Regions from separate parts of the Mus musculus genome. Here region 2 is linked to region 1. A link is a contact called in public promoter capture Hi-C data. All regions are on one chromosome and are shown on one strand. Each heading gives the region's core, a stretch centred on a gene start, on an enhancer-like site or on the middle of the called end of the contact. The rest is flanking DNA. Distances are from core to core; before and after follow the strand shown.

Region 1 (6,551 bases), core at 1,951-4,450:
CTAGTGGCAGGCTAACTGGAGTTCGAGGTTTGGGGTGGGGACAGGAGATGGAAGGTGAGGTGAGAGACTTGGGACCCTTGGCCCAGCCCTAAAGAGAAGGTGAAAATGGGGAGCTGGACTTCATTCTAAGAATCAGTAAACACGGGAGTTCCTCCCTTCTCTGACTCTGACAGCACCCCCCCAACATCTGGGAGGAAAATGAGGGTTCTCTCCTTCTTAGAGCTATAGGGGGAACTAGACTCTTTCCAATCCCCTCCCCCCTCACCCTCTCAGGCGGCTTCTCAATCTCCTTCCCAGTCAGGCCATCTCCTGCAAAGGAAGCAAGAAGGTAGCCTAAGTCTTGAGCCTGTCCAGGGCCGTCCAGGGCCGGCCCCCACCTCCATTCCTGGGGAACAATTTACTCCAAACTGAATGGGAAAACTTGAGTGCCTGTGGCTTCTAACCCTTTCAGGGTTACCTCAGACTTGGTACTATGGTGAAAATGGGGAGGGTATGTGTGCAGCTATTCTCCATGAGATAAAACGTATTCTCTTACCCCTCCAATCATTTCTGTCCCACTGTGCATGAAGAATTTATATTTTACCAACAAAAACAAATGTAACCACTTAAAAGGAGCAAGAAGGGGAAAGCCCATCAATGTATGGGTAGGTCCCTCTGGACTTTGGTGAGATATAAGATATATCAGTTTACCTATCTGAAGACCCTTATCACAGGCTAGAGGAGATATAGCACTAGGTAGATTCAGGGAGAAACTAGAGCTTCAAGTCTAGATCGCCCCTCCCCTATCAGAGATGCAATCCTAGATCCTGCCTCTCTACCATTACCCTGAAATCGGTATGCTGTTAGGGGGCTTCAGAGAGGAGTTACCATCCATCAATCCCAGAAACTCCACTCCTATTTAGAATCAAACAGCTGGAAAAATCATAGAGCCTAGAAGCCTGCTATTTTCCTTCAAACCCTGAAGGAAGGACCCTGGTACTGGAAACCCATTGGGGCTATGAGAAAGGGAACCTCTGCCATCCAATCCATTCCCTCACACTACCCCATTTATCCTGCGCAGCCCCTCCATGCCTCCCACCCCTGTTTTCCACAATCTTCACCACACCCCACTCCTCCTTCAGCACACAGAGCCCTGCTCTAATCTTCCCAGCCTCCTGTCCCCTCCTCCTCCACTTCTCAAAGCACAGAGCCAGCCCTCCTGACCACCACCCTTTCTTTCCCCAGGCCCCTCCAAACGGTTAGGTGACCTACCTGGCAACGAAGGATGTGCAGTAGGGGTACATACCCCAGGTTTGCTCTGAGAACTGTTGATGCCATCCCCCAGAGTCTCTCCCACTGAAGGGCTAGGGGGTGCATTGGGGCTCTGTGGCTGCCCTTGGGTATGCTCCTCCTCCTGCCCAGGGGAGCCCCTTCTCCTTGTAGCTAAGGGGGGTATCTCCTCTTCAATATGAGGAGACTCCAGGATTATTGGAGAATCTGGAGCCAAAGGTTCTAGTAGCCCCTCAGGTGAAGGGGGACTAGCCCCAGCCCCTGGATCAGGTGGCATCACCTCAGGGGTTTGACACCCTGGTCCAGGCTCTAGGGTCTGCTCCCCCGAATCCCATGCAAGGGTTCCCTCAGGACCATGGTCCACCTCTGGGGGAGAAGGGGCTTTATAGAGTAGCCCCCCCAGCCCCAGTAGCTCAGTGGCTCCATCCAGAACTCCTCCAGGGTCCTTCTCCAGGCCAGAAGGGGTATCAAGCAGGTCCAGGGCTCCAGAGGATGGAGACGGACCTGGGGGAGCCCATCCTCGACTTGGGGCAGTCTGAGATTCCAGCAGATCCTCTCCAAATTCCATGTCTACTGGAAGGTCTCCAGCCAGGGGCTTCTCTGGCAGGGTCAATGGGTCAAATGGACTGGGGAAATCACTGGGGTCCATGGCTGGGTATGGGCTGCAGATCGGAAGAGGGGGCAGTAGAGGTGGTCTTAGCCTGAATTTCTTATGTCGGCTGTGGGACACACCCCGTCCGTCATCCACTTGGATTTCTCATTAGCAGCCGCCCCCCACAGCCGATAGGCATTTCCACAGGCTTCAGGCTCAATGTCCACTCCCCCCCCAATACAGCGCCCTCTGTGGGGAGTGGCGTTCCCTGCCCTGGCCCCGTGCCCACACTCGCCAGGCAGTTGGTCTCTAACCCGCCCGACACCCCCCACGGAGACTCGTAGCTCCTTCCTCCCTACCTCTCACACACCCCCCACCTCAGACTCAACGCCCCCTCACATTTTCCCGTGCCTGCCGCAGCCAGAAACCTTTCCCGCTCCGGCGACCTCAGCCCCTGGTCCCTTCTCACTCCCCCCCAAAAGCCCCCCAGGTCTCCAGTCTCTCCCCATCCTCTCCAGCCCCAGCGCCCCTCCCCGCGGAGCCCGTCCTCTCTCAGCCCTTCCCCGCCCCCACAAACTGCTCTTCCTAACCGTCTCCCCCCCACTCGGTTACCTTTCAGGGTGGACCACTTCCTCAGCCCCGTCCCCCCTTTCCTACTGCACCCCTAGTCCTTCCCTTCTCCTGTTGCCCACCCCCCACCTCAGGCATTTACAGGAAGACATTTTGGAGCTACGATTCCTGCTCAAACCCCCCTCCCGGCTACTGCGAGATCCCGCCTGCAGGTTCGGTTCGGCTTGAACAGACCCGACCCCTACCTGAGGCAGGGTTAGAGTAACCGCTACAAGCCTAGAACTGCAGACAGCAACGGCCCCGCGCTCCTTCTCCACCTCCCTCCCTAGCAGCCGGGACAGGGGTCGCGGCCCCTTTAAATGGCAGCGCCGCTTGCAGCGCTGAGCGCTCTGCACCAGGCAGGCGGGCGGTGCCAGCGACCAATCCCATTGGCTGGCTGGAGGAGGGGGCTCGCGAGACAGCGCCGGCCCCCGGCGCGAGACTCCCAGCCCAGTGGCCGCCTGGAAATTGCGGAGTGGAGTGCCGTCACTGGGGATGGAGCGTGAGCCCCCGCCCGGGGCCCCGTTAGTTGAGGAAAAGATAGCCTCTGGAGCTTTGGAGCCCGCCCCCGGGGAAGGCGGCGCCCCCTCTCCACCGAAGGGCCTAGTACACTAAATACACAAAAAAAGGAAGAAAAACCCCACATCTACGCACCTGCTTTCCTTACCTGGCTCAAGAGCCTGGCCCCGTCACACCCGTGCCCGCCCTATCTCCAGAGCCCACTCTACCCGTGATCCCCTCCTCTCATTCAAATGGTTCCCGGTCCCCTCCCCCTCCCCGTGGCTCTCCGCTTCCCACTCGTGTTCCCCCCAGCGTCCCCCCTCAGCACTCCCTACCTACGCCATGCAGCAGACGCCTGCCAAGATTACCCTCCCCCATCCCCACCTCTCCGGGGCCCGGCCCCCCGGGCGACTGTTGGGGTAGTGACAGCGGAGAATGGGGGAGGCAAAGACCCAACCCTCAAGTGCCCCTCCTCCCCTTGTCTGCAACCTCAGCCCCCACTTCCAACCTGTCTAAGAGTCGTAGTTATGGGGTGTCTTAAGCTTACCCTTGCCAGTTAAATGGTTCTGGCTTAGTGACAACGCCTATGCAGTAACGGTTACTGCCTGGTGACCCCCCCCCCCAAAGCAGGTTCTGCAAGGCTACACCCCCGTCTCCCTCCATGGCCTTCGGTTAAGTTCTGGGATCATTGCACTGAATCCTCCTGTAGGAGCTTGAATTTTCTCTTGAATAGTTTTGGTCATCAGAAGCCCCCCACCCACCCATCCACTTGCACACACACACACAGACACACACAAACACTGTCCTTCCCTTTTCCCTCTTTTTCTGTTCTTGTAGGTCTCTCCCTCACAGTCTCTTTGCGTCTCTGCCTCCTGAGAGCACTCAAACACAGCCTCCAGGGATCGTACTAGATGGTGGGCGTGGCTGTGATTAAGGCTTGAGAAGTAGGGTAGGGGTAGGGGTCACTAATACTAGGTCTACTGCCTTAAAAGAATAGGTGGCAGTGTTCATTCTCAGGCCTCATGACAGAACACTTCACAATCCCTCTCTCCACATTCCCAGGATAGTTCTAAGGGCTGCACAGCACTTACCGGACTTAGATACTAGAAACTCAGGCAAGAAGCGTCCAGTGTTGTCCATTGCTCCTCTAATGTGCTTCTGACCTTTCCTCCTTCCCATAGAAAGCCTGCCCACCCTTGTCCTTGGGAATTTTACCCATATTTTAACAGAAGCCTTGTTTTCCCTTCCGCCTACCCCCCCTCAGCCTTGAGGTTGTCTTTGCTCTCTCCTACATCAGAGATAAATGTAATTTTTTTCCGGTGTAGATTGCCTAAACCCGGCTTTCTGTGTCTTAATCAGTATGCTCTGTAGCCATCTCCCACTTTCTGCCTCTTTCTGTTTCTACTGTTTCTTTGTATTTTCTGTTTCTTCCTGGCCCCCTGGCTGTTCTGGGGGTAGAATGTCTAATTTGGTGGCAGATCACGAATTTTCAAGTGGAGTGAAGAGCATCTAAGAGGGAGGGGTGACTTCTGCTCTGGCACGGTGGTCTGGTATTCCAGCACTTAGAAGGCTGTATCAGGATTATGACCATGAGAAAAGCCTGGGCTACATAGTGAAACACCTGTCTCAAAACCAAAAACTGGGTGTGGTGGTGTGCAGGGAACCTGAGGCGAGAGGATTCCCTGTGGTGTGAAGACAGCCTGGACTACATAGCAAGACCCTGTTTCAAAAGAACAAATGCAAACTAAAACAAAACTTCAGTCACACTAAACAACAACTAGGGGCAGTGAGACGTGCAGCAGGGAAAGGCCTTTGCTGCCAAGTCTAAGGACCCAGATAATAGGAGAGAACCTAGGCCTGCAAGTTGTCCTCTGACCAGCACACCTGTGATGTAGCATGCATGCATACACAGGCACACGAAATAATAAGTATGTTTTTTAAACTAATAACAAGGAGCACAGGATTTTACAATAGTACTATCACTCTGCATGATATTATAATGGTAGACACATTATTCAAATACAATGTAAACTACTAAGAGTAAGTGCTAATATAAACTACGGACTTTGGTTAGTAATGATACATCCCTGCCCATTCATGGATTGAAACAAATGTACCTATCTTGTCCTGGATGTTGATAATAGGCAAGGCCATGAGTGTGTGGGGACATGGATATACAGGAAAGCTCTGTCTACATAATTTTACTATGAAACTAAAACTCTATCCGCACCCACACACACCCCAAATCTTTGATTAGTTGGTTTTGGGTGAGATTTTGTTCTTTGTTTGTTTGGTTGGTGTTTTATTTCCTGTTTTGGGTATGGGTCTTAATGCCCCAGTGTGGTAGTTTTGAAGTTGCTGTGTAACTCAGGCTGGCCTAGAACCCCCTTAGTAGCCAAGGATGACTTTTAACTTTTGATCTTCTTGCTTCCACCTAGTGCTTTTTTGTTTGTTTGTTTGTTTGTTTTGCTTTTTGGAGACAGGGTTTCTCTGTGTAGCCCTGGCTGTCCTGGAACTCACTTTGTAGACCAGGTTGGCCTCGAACTCAGAAATCCGCCTGCCTCTGCCTCCCAAGTGCTGGGATTAAAGGCGTGCGCCACCACAACCGGCTCCACCTAGTGCTACAGGCTTGTGTCAGAATGCCTGTATTATGCTGGGGAACAATCCCAGGGCTTTGTGAATAGGAGGTAAGTACTTGACCAACTAAGTTACATACCTAGTCCAGCATATTATTTCTTTCTTTCTTTCTTTCTTTCTTTCTTTTTTTTTTTTTTTTTTTTGCAGTGCTGGAGCTTAAGACTGCACCTTACACATGTCCGTGCTATATAACTGAGCTGCATGCCCTCATTTTATTTGTTTTTTTCAGATTACAAACGTATAAATATGTCAGTCATGGAAACACAGGTCTGTAATCTTTGTACTTAGGGGGCTGACAGGAGATTACTGAGTTCAAGGCCAGCCTAGACTATATATTAAGAGAATTTCTCAGCCAGACCTCTTAGTATAGATGATAAACTAGGCTACTCAGGAGATTGAAACAGAAGGATGGAAAACTCAAGGCCTGTCTGGGCTATAGAGTTAAATTCAAGGCTGGTGGTAGATGCAGTTAATCCCAGTGCCTAGTGTGGGAGGGGTAGATTTCTTTGAGTTCAAGGCCAGTCTAGTATACATATTGAGTTCCAGGCCAGCCTAGGCTACATAGTGAGACCCCATCTCAAAGAAGGAGGGAACTGTTTGAAAATAAAAGACAAAAAGAGGATCAGTTCTAGAGCATAAGTTCTTGGATCAGTCCCCAGCGCTGCTGGGAGTGAAGACTCACAACATAACTAAAAGAGATAGGCGAACCCCTGAGTTCAAGACTAGCTTGGTCTGGAGGGAGTTCCATGACAGCCAGAGATACATAGAGATACATTATCTCAAAAGCCACAAAACATACACACACACACACACACACACACACACACACACACATCCAGTCCTGCAAATAAATACTGTGCCTTATCTGTCTGTGTACCTGTCTATCTGCCTATCTATCTATAAATGTTTCCTCATTCACTGTAAAGATTTTGGAAATCACAGA
Region 2 (6,551 bases), core at 1,696-4,195, 430 kb after region 1:
GGGATGAACACTTTGAGGTGTGGGAGGGCCTCCCTGTCCTCTGCCTTCACAACTTCCTTGCCTCTCGTGGCTCCTGCATGGGTTAGTGCCAAGGTTTATAGGCGAATCAGAGCAACTGTTTAATTCAGAGTGCTCCTTGGTAACTCAGCCCCGAGTATGTGAGTACAGGTGGTTGCAGCAGTCTTAGCCTCCACATTGATTCTAGATGAAATTCTTAAGTGCCTCCTTCCTGTCTCAGGCAATGCCAGAAACTGCAGTGACCCTCCATTGCCCCTTTGCCCAAGTTAAATTCTTTCTTAAGGCTTTTCCTATCTGGCTCTGCCTATAATCCAGCTTCATTTATTCATTCATTTAACAGACACTTCCTGAGTAACCTAACGTATGCTAGGCACTGGGCTTGGCATGGGCATACAGCAGCAAACAAGACAAATGTGGTTCCTGCCTTCAGGGAGCTATTGGAGGGAGGAAGATGATAGTATTACAAAGAAATACTATTGCTATTATCATAAACAAACAGAGATGATCATATTACCATCTGTACGCTGTGCCAGATGCTGTGCTAGAGGCTGATGGAGACCCTTTACCTTAGCTGCTTTTCTGGCTGGTGAGCTTGGATAGAGAGTGGTGCTTTTAGGAGCTCAGTTGTCCCTCCACAGAGCAGGGGGAACCCTGCTTCCCCAGAGGCTGTCTCGATTCAATTTCACTTGTGGAACTGGAGGTCTCTATCTTTTCTGTGGGAAAGAGACAGGCTAAGAAGGAAGGTGAATACTTAAGTCCTCTGACCTTCTCCCATCTGGAGCAGACCCACTCTAGTCCTGGGAAGGGAGGAGGGGCTCTGCTCTGAGGTGGCTCCATTGCAAGTCCTTGATGTTTCCTTGATGAAAGCCAGGACTCTCTCATTCAAGAGGCTGGAGTGAGTGAACTGACTAGGCTGGGGGGAAGGGCATGGGGCCAAAACTGAGCTTCTTCTTATGGAGCTCTGAACAACTCAGCTTCGGGAAGCAGAGTAGGGGGTGTGAGTGCGGGTGGCTCAGCCACCAGGCCCAGCCCAGGCCTGCTGCACTCAGGCTGCAAAGCTCTGCCCAGACAGTCTCCTTCAATCTGCTCCTACTTCATGTCTCCTTCTCTGGAGCAAAGATCAGTCGAAACAGCTCATAGGTCAGGGAAAAGTATCTCCGCTGAGTAAAGCCAAGTCCACTACTTCCTGCCAGTCACTCTCTTGGCTGAGGTTGGAGTTCATCAAGCAAGGAACTTTGGATTCTTATTCCACAATTGGACCTCACAGTTCAAAAGAGGGGCCACCTTTTGTCCGTTTGTTGATTCTTACTTTAATTAGAACTCAGTGTTTCTAGTAACTATGTTTTTATTTACTAAATAAGAAATGAGTATAGATGAAGGCAACCAGATTGCAGTACATTGCTTTTTTTAAATTTTCAATCGACAAATAATAATTACATATGTGTAGGGCACGGTATTATGTTTTGATATTTGCATTGAAGAATTAATAAATAAAGCCAATGAATATAGCCATCATGTCACATACTAATTTTGTGTAGCAAAACATTTAAAACCAGAGATTCTCTTTAAATTTACTTTATTATTTTAAGTGTATAAGCATTTGCCTGCATGTAGGTCTGGTGCCCTCAGAGCTGAGAAGAGGGTGTTGGATCCCCTGGAACTGGAGTTACCGAGAGCTGTGAGCTGCCAGGTGGGTGCTGGAAATTGAACCCAAGTCCTCTGGAAGAGCAGCCAGCGTTGCTGTTAATGATTGTACCATCTCTCCAGCCTGCATAGAGCTTTCTTGAACTGTCTAAGGAACAATTAACTTTTCTGAAGCAAAGAATGGAAACAGTCCACATTGTGTTAGTGTGGGCACAAGTGTTTTGTTTAAAAATATTTTGCTAATAGATTCTGTGGGCTTATACTCAACAGAGCATATGTAGGATGAAAAGGAGCACAGCCCAAATGAAAGCAGAGCAGTGGAGAAACCATTGAAAGTTCAGTGTGAGCAGCTTTGGGTGGAAATGTCCCAAGTGCATGCAGACATAGAATACACTAAAGGTACTCTACTTGTCTGAGCACATTTTACCTTCTACAGTTGAGAGAAATCGGGGCTGTCTGCACTGAAAGCACATCTCAGCTCCTGAAACCCCTCTTCTGGGATACTACAGGAGCTCATTGTGCCCCCCAAAGGAAACAGATCGGTGTTCCCTTTTGGCACAAAATGCAAACTGGATCCCTCAATCCCAACGAAATAAGTTACTCCACAAAATGGGTTTGTATTTATTCGCTCTTGCCTTTACAGTTCCACAGTGCTAGGGTCACTTCCCTCCTGGACAGTCAAATAAGATACTTGGTTCTCTCTCCTCTGATTCTAAGGTTCTGGCCGCTAGCTTGCTCAATGGAGACTGGTGCGTGGCAAGGAGTATATTTTAGAAGGAAAACTAGATGCATGAAGCCAGACTTCGTGTCTCTGCTGTGACTCGCTCGTATGTACGCCGGTGTGTCTGCATTGTTCAGTATTTACAAAGAAAGTTAAGTTTAAAAAACAAAGCAGAAAACAACCTTAACCCGGGTTAAGGTACTGGGCCTGAAGCTCCTCAGGAGGACCCGGGCACATTTTGCGCACCGACCATCACAAACACACATTCACACAGACTTCCCTCGGTTAACTCTCAGCTTCTTTCTACTCTTCTTTCCTTTTTTTTTTTTTTTCCTTTTCTTCTCTCCCGGATCAAGCGTTAATCTGCGAATTTTTGACCGCAAAAGAAAGAAAGAAAGAAAGAAAGAAAGAAAGAAAGAAAGAAGAAGAAGAAAGGGGATGGTGGGGGTGGGGTGAGGAGGAATCCCGAAGTAGCTGAGTGAGCTGAGCGAGGGAGGAGGAGAAAGCCAGGGAGGAGGAGCCCAGTGGAGCAGAGTCAGAGGGACTGGTGGCTCCTGCGAGTGTGCAGCCCGCGGGGAGCCGGCGCTGCAGGCTGTGAAGCCGCCTGCCCGCACAGCCGCCCGTGCCTCTCGCTCGCCCGCGCCCGCGTCCCGGGCCCTGCTCCACCAGGACCGCCGCTGCCTCTCAGGATTCCCGAGTGCCACAAGGCTAGCGGACCGGGTCGGTCCCCGCGCCCGCGCCCGGGATGCCGTTCTACCGGCGCACTGTGGTGCCCCAGCGTCTGTGCCCGCGCAACCCTCCGCAGCCGCTGGCTGAGCTCCGCGACGTGAGCCACCTGGCCGCGCTCAGTCTGCTCCGCCAGCTCGCAGACCTCTGCGGCCACTCGCTGGCTCTGCTGGAGGACCTCGAGGGGCACCTGCTGGCTCTGGGGCGCCGCACCGACAGCCTGTACCGGCGCACCGTCCGGCTCCGCCGCCGCCTTCCCTGTCGCCTGCTTGGCCCGGAGGATGATGAAGAATTGCTAGGTAAAAGGCGCGAGGCGCCCGCGACCCTCTCCCACCCGCCTCTGGGGATGTCCCGCTGGGTCTGCCCGTGGCCGCCCCTCAAAGATCGAGGGACACGGCCTCCAGGACGCCCTCCCGCCGTCCGATCCTTCCGGGATCCGCTCGCCCGGTCCCGAGTGGCCCTCTGCTTAGGTCTGGGGGCTGCCGCCACCTCTGGAGTGCTTGGTGGAGAGGGAGGGGATCCGTAGGGTCCTGGGCGGCGCAGACCAAAGAGTCCCGGTGGCTCCGGGAACCGAATGGCCGTGCCTGCGTCTCTCCTGATGGGCCACTTTGGAAATCGCGCCCGAGCTGCCCGCCTGCCTCCCGGGCGGCGGGGGCCGCTGCAGCCAGACCCGTGGGACCTCGTGCCGGACTGCGAACGGGCTTCCCGCGCCCAGCCGTCTCCGAGCTCCCTTCCCGCTCGCTTCTCCCCGCACACTCCGCGTTGCCTCGCTGGGAGTGGCCGGCAGGGGGAGGGGAGACTGCCCAGGGCTTAGCGGATTCCATACCCCAAACCCCCGCCCCAGCCGCTAAGGTCCGGCTGCCCAGATTTGCGGGAGAGAACCATTTAAAGAGACTGTCATCGGTTTTCTTAAAAATGTGCTCGCCAGCCATGCCCGAGAAACGCCAGGTCCCGGGAGTTTCCTTACTGAACACTAGGAACCTGTGAGACTGGAGGCGGGCGGGAGCTCAGGCTCTTTACTACTTTGGATCTCAACACTTTGGATAGGGAGGACCTCTTCTGCAAAAAACGCAGCGTTCCCTTAGAATGTGGGACTTCTCTTAAACGGGGTCGGGGCTGAGTATGTTTAAAAATGCTGAGAGTAGAGGAGGAATGGCAGGTAACAGGGCCAATTGCCACCTAGGGAAGGCTAGGAAGGGGTGTCGGGGGAGCAGTGTGCCAGAAAGTTTCAGAAGGAGGTGGAAGATGGCTACTTGCTGACTTTTGAGGGAGGCCTTGGGAGAGAATTGTCTGGGTCAGCCTTTCTTCCTTGCAGACTCCACCCCTAACAAAATGACAGGAGTCAGAGGTTCTGGCGCCCCTCTTCCTTCATAAAGGTCTCTGTCCTTTGAGGTAGATGGCAGAGGTCACTGCTAGAGAAAAATAAACTGAATCCTTTGAGCAAAGGAAGGTGGAAGACACAGATGACTGCCAGATGGAATGTGGCCACGGGACCAGAAGCCTCTGGGAGGTAGGGGACCAGGCAAGCCAAGGCCCAGGGTCTGGCTCCTTCTCAGTTAACAAAGAGGGTAAGAAGGTCATTGTTTTTCTTTCCCTGGGGTCCCACTGATTAACAGGATTAGTCTAGGAGAAACTTGATAAGACTTGGAGAATACTTTTCCAAATCTCTGTACAGCCTGCGGTGTACAGCCTGCGGTGTACAGCCTGCTGAGAGCCACCTACTGAGTTCAGCAGGGTAAGTTGAGGACTAGGAGGAAGCTCTGCTTTTCCAAAGTATAGCTTTCTGTTTGCTGAGTCAGACAGCCCTTCCCATGGGCTGGGGTGTTGGGATAGCTTCACTAAGTCACTTGGGGGCCTAACCCTTTCTAGTGATCTATTGGGTTAGAAAGAGATAGTTTTATGCTGCAGGTATATTGTTAAAGGGGGGAAATGACACTTAAGATAAGTGTCATTGAGTTAGCCTCTTGGAAGCTTGCAAGAGCTGAGAATGGGTCTATCTCTTTTCTTTAGTGTGGTCACTTACCTTTGAGAACATTCATGTTGCTTGGCCCTAATGCATTCCAAGAACTACTGCACACACCAAACCTTCTGTGAGTCTCTAAGAAGAGCTGCTTTTCTAGTTTGCTGCCCTAGCCTCTTATTGAGATTCCCAGTGTGCACTTTTCAGTCGCTGGGATGAGGCACAAGTGCCAAGTGCAAAGAGAGGTGGGGAGCATAATCAGAGAGAGTACCATCTGGCACCCCCTTGTTGCTGAGGCATAAGCTTCAACGAGGTGTCCAGCAGGCTGGATATTACATTCTGATCATAAACAAACAAGCAGACATTGTGAGGTCTAGTCCTCTTTGTTTATTCTTTCTCGTACCCTTTCCTCCCTGCATCCTCACACCTTTACTGACCGTCATGCTGAGGGTCAGCTCTTCCCGTTAACAGTTTACCCTGTAGACTGCCTATCTAGCAGGACTTACCTTCATATTCTTCCTCTAGCTGTTTCTTCCAATCCTAGTGGGAAAGAAATCTGGGAAGGAGGGAGGTTTGGAACCATGGCCAGAGTGAATGACAGCTGACAGACCAGCAGCTTGTTGGCCTCCCTGCTGGGACAACTTGGCTGCCACTAAAGGACTGAATAGTGACAAGTCACACTGACCCACAGCATGCAGGCTGGGCTGGGGCTCTGGGAAGCAGCAGGGGAGGACAGGACAGGAGGGAAGTTAGAAGAGGAGAAAGTGGATGCGAAAGGATCACCCGCTTCTTTACACTGTCTCAGGTCAAGCTCCCACCATCTTCAAGGTTACAGGGGTGGGACTGGACTAGCTTGGTTGCCTGGCAACACTCCCCCCAAAGGCTGCTCTTTGGTAACTTGAGCCCCTTTGAGACTGCCCTAGAAACTCTTGTAACTGGCATGGGGCAGGGGAAGAGGGCCCACTCAGCTCTGAACCAGGTCTCTTGTCTATGAATCTATGGCAGTTGCCATACCAAGGCATGACCTTGCTTCTAAATAGTCCCACTTTCCCCTCCCCACATATGGCTTTGGATGTGACCCATTTTGTTGCATCCTGTGGCCTTTACTCTGTGATCTTCTCAAACTTGTTATGGTCAAAGCCAGTGGGAAATAGCTCCATGTCTGCTGCCATGTGCTGAGTCAATCCAAGCAATCCTATTCCTCCCTCAGAGATCTATTTAATGTTTGTAGATGCTTACATGATGATTACAAAAGCAATCAGGGCATCAGCCTAGGGGTATAATATCTCCTTTAAGATCTAGGTAGTAAAACACTATATAGCTCTAGGTATGTTTAGTTTAGTTTATTACATTTTATTTATTGTGAGTGCACATATCACAGAGAGAGAGAGAGAGAAAAAGAAGAAGGAGGAGGAGGAGGAGGAGGAGGAGGAGGAGGAGGAGGAGGAGAAGAAGAAGAAGAAGAAGAAGAAGAGAAGAAGA

What was found. Capture Hi-C pulls out chosen DNA fragments and counts their contacts.
Region 2: a contact with region 1 is called in a promoter capture Hi-C map of adipose tissue. The contact joins the promoter of Nhsl2 here to the promoter of Zmym3 in region 1.

The regions. Positions count from the first base shown.
Region 1 is chrX:101,417,022-101,423,572 of GRCm38.p6, forward strand. It overlaps Zmym3 (zinc finger, MYM-type 3), which reads right to left and starts at 3,201. Exons shown (of 25, transcript NM_019831.3): 1 at 3,125-3,201; 2 at 1,252-1,931; 3 at 266-309. The coding sequence starts at 1,918.
Region 2 is chrX:101,846,440-101,852,990 of GRCm38.p6, forward strand. Nhsl2 (NHS-like 2) reads left to right here and starts at 2,946. Exons shown (of 8, transcript NM_001163610.1): 1 at 2,946-3,408. The coding sequence starts at 3,129.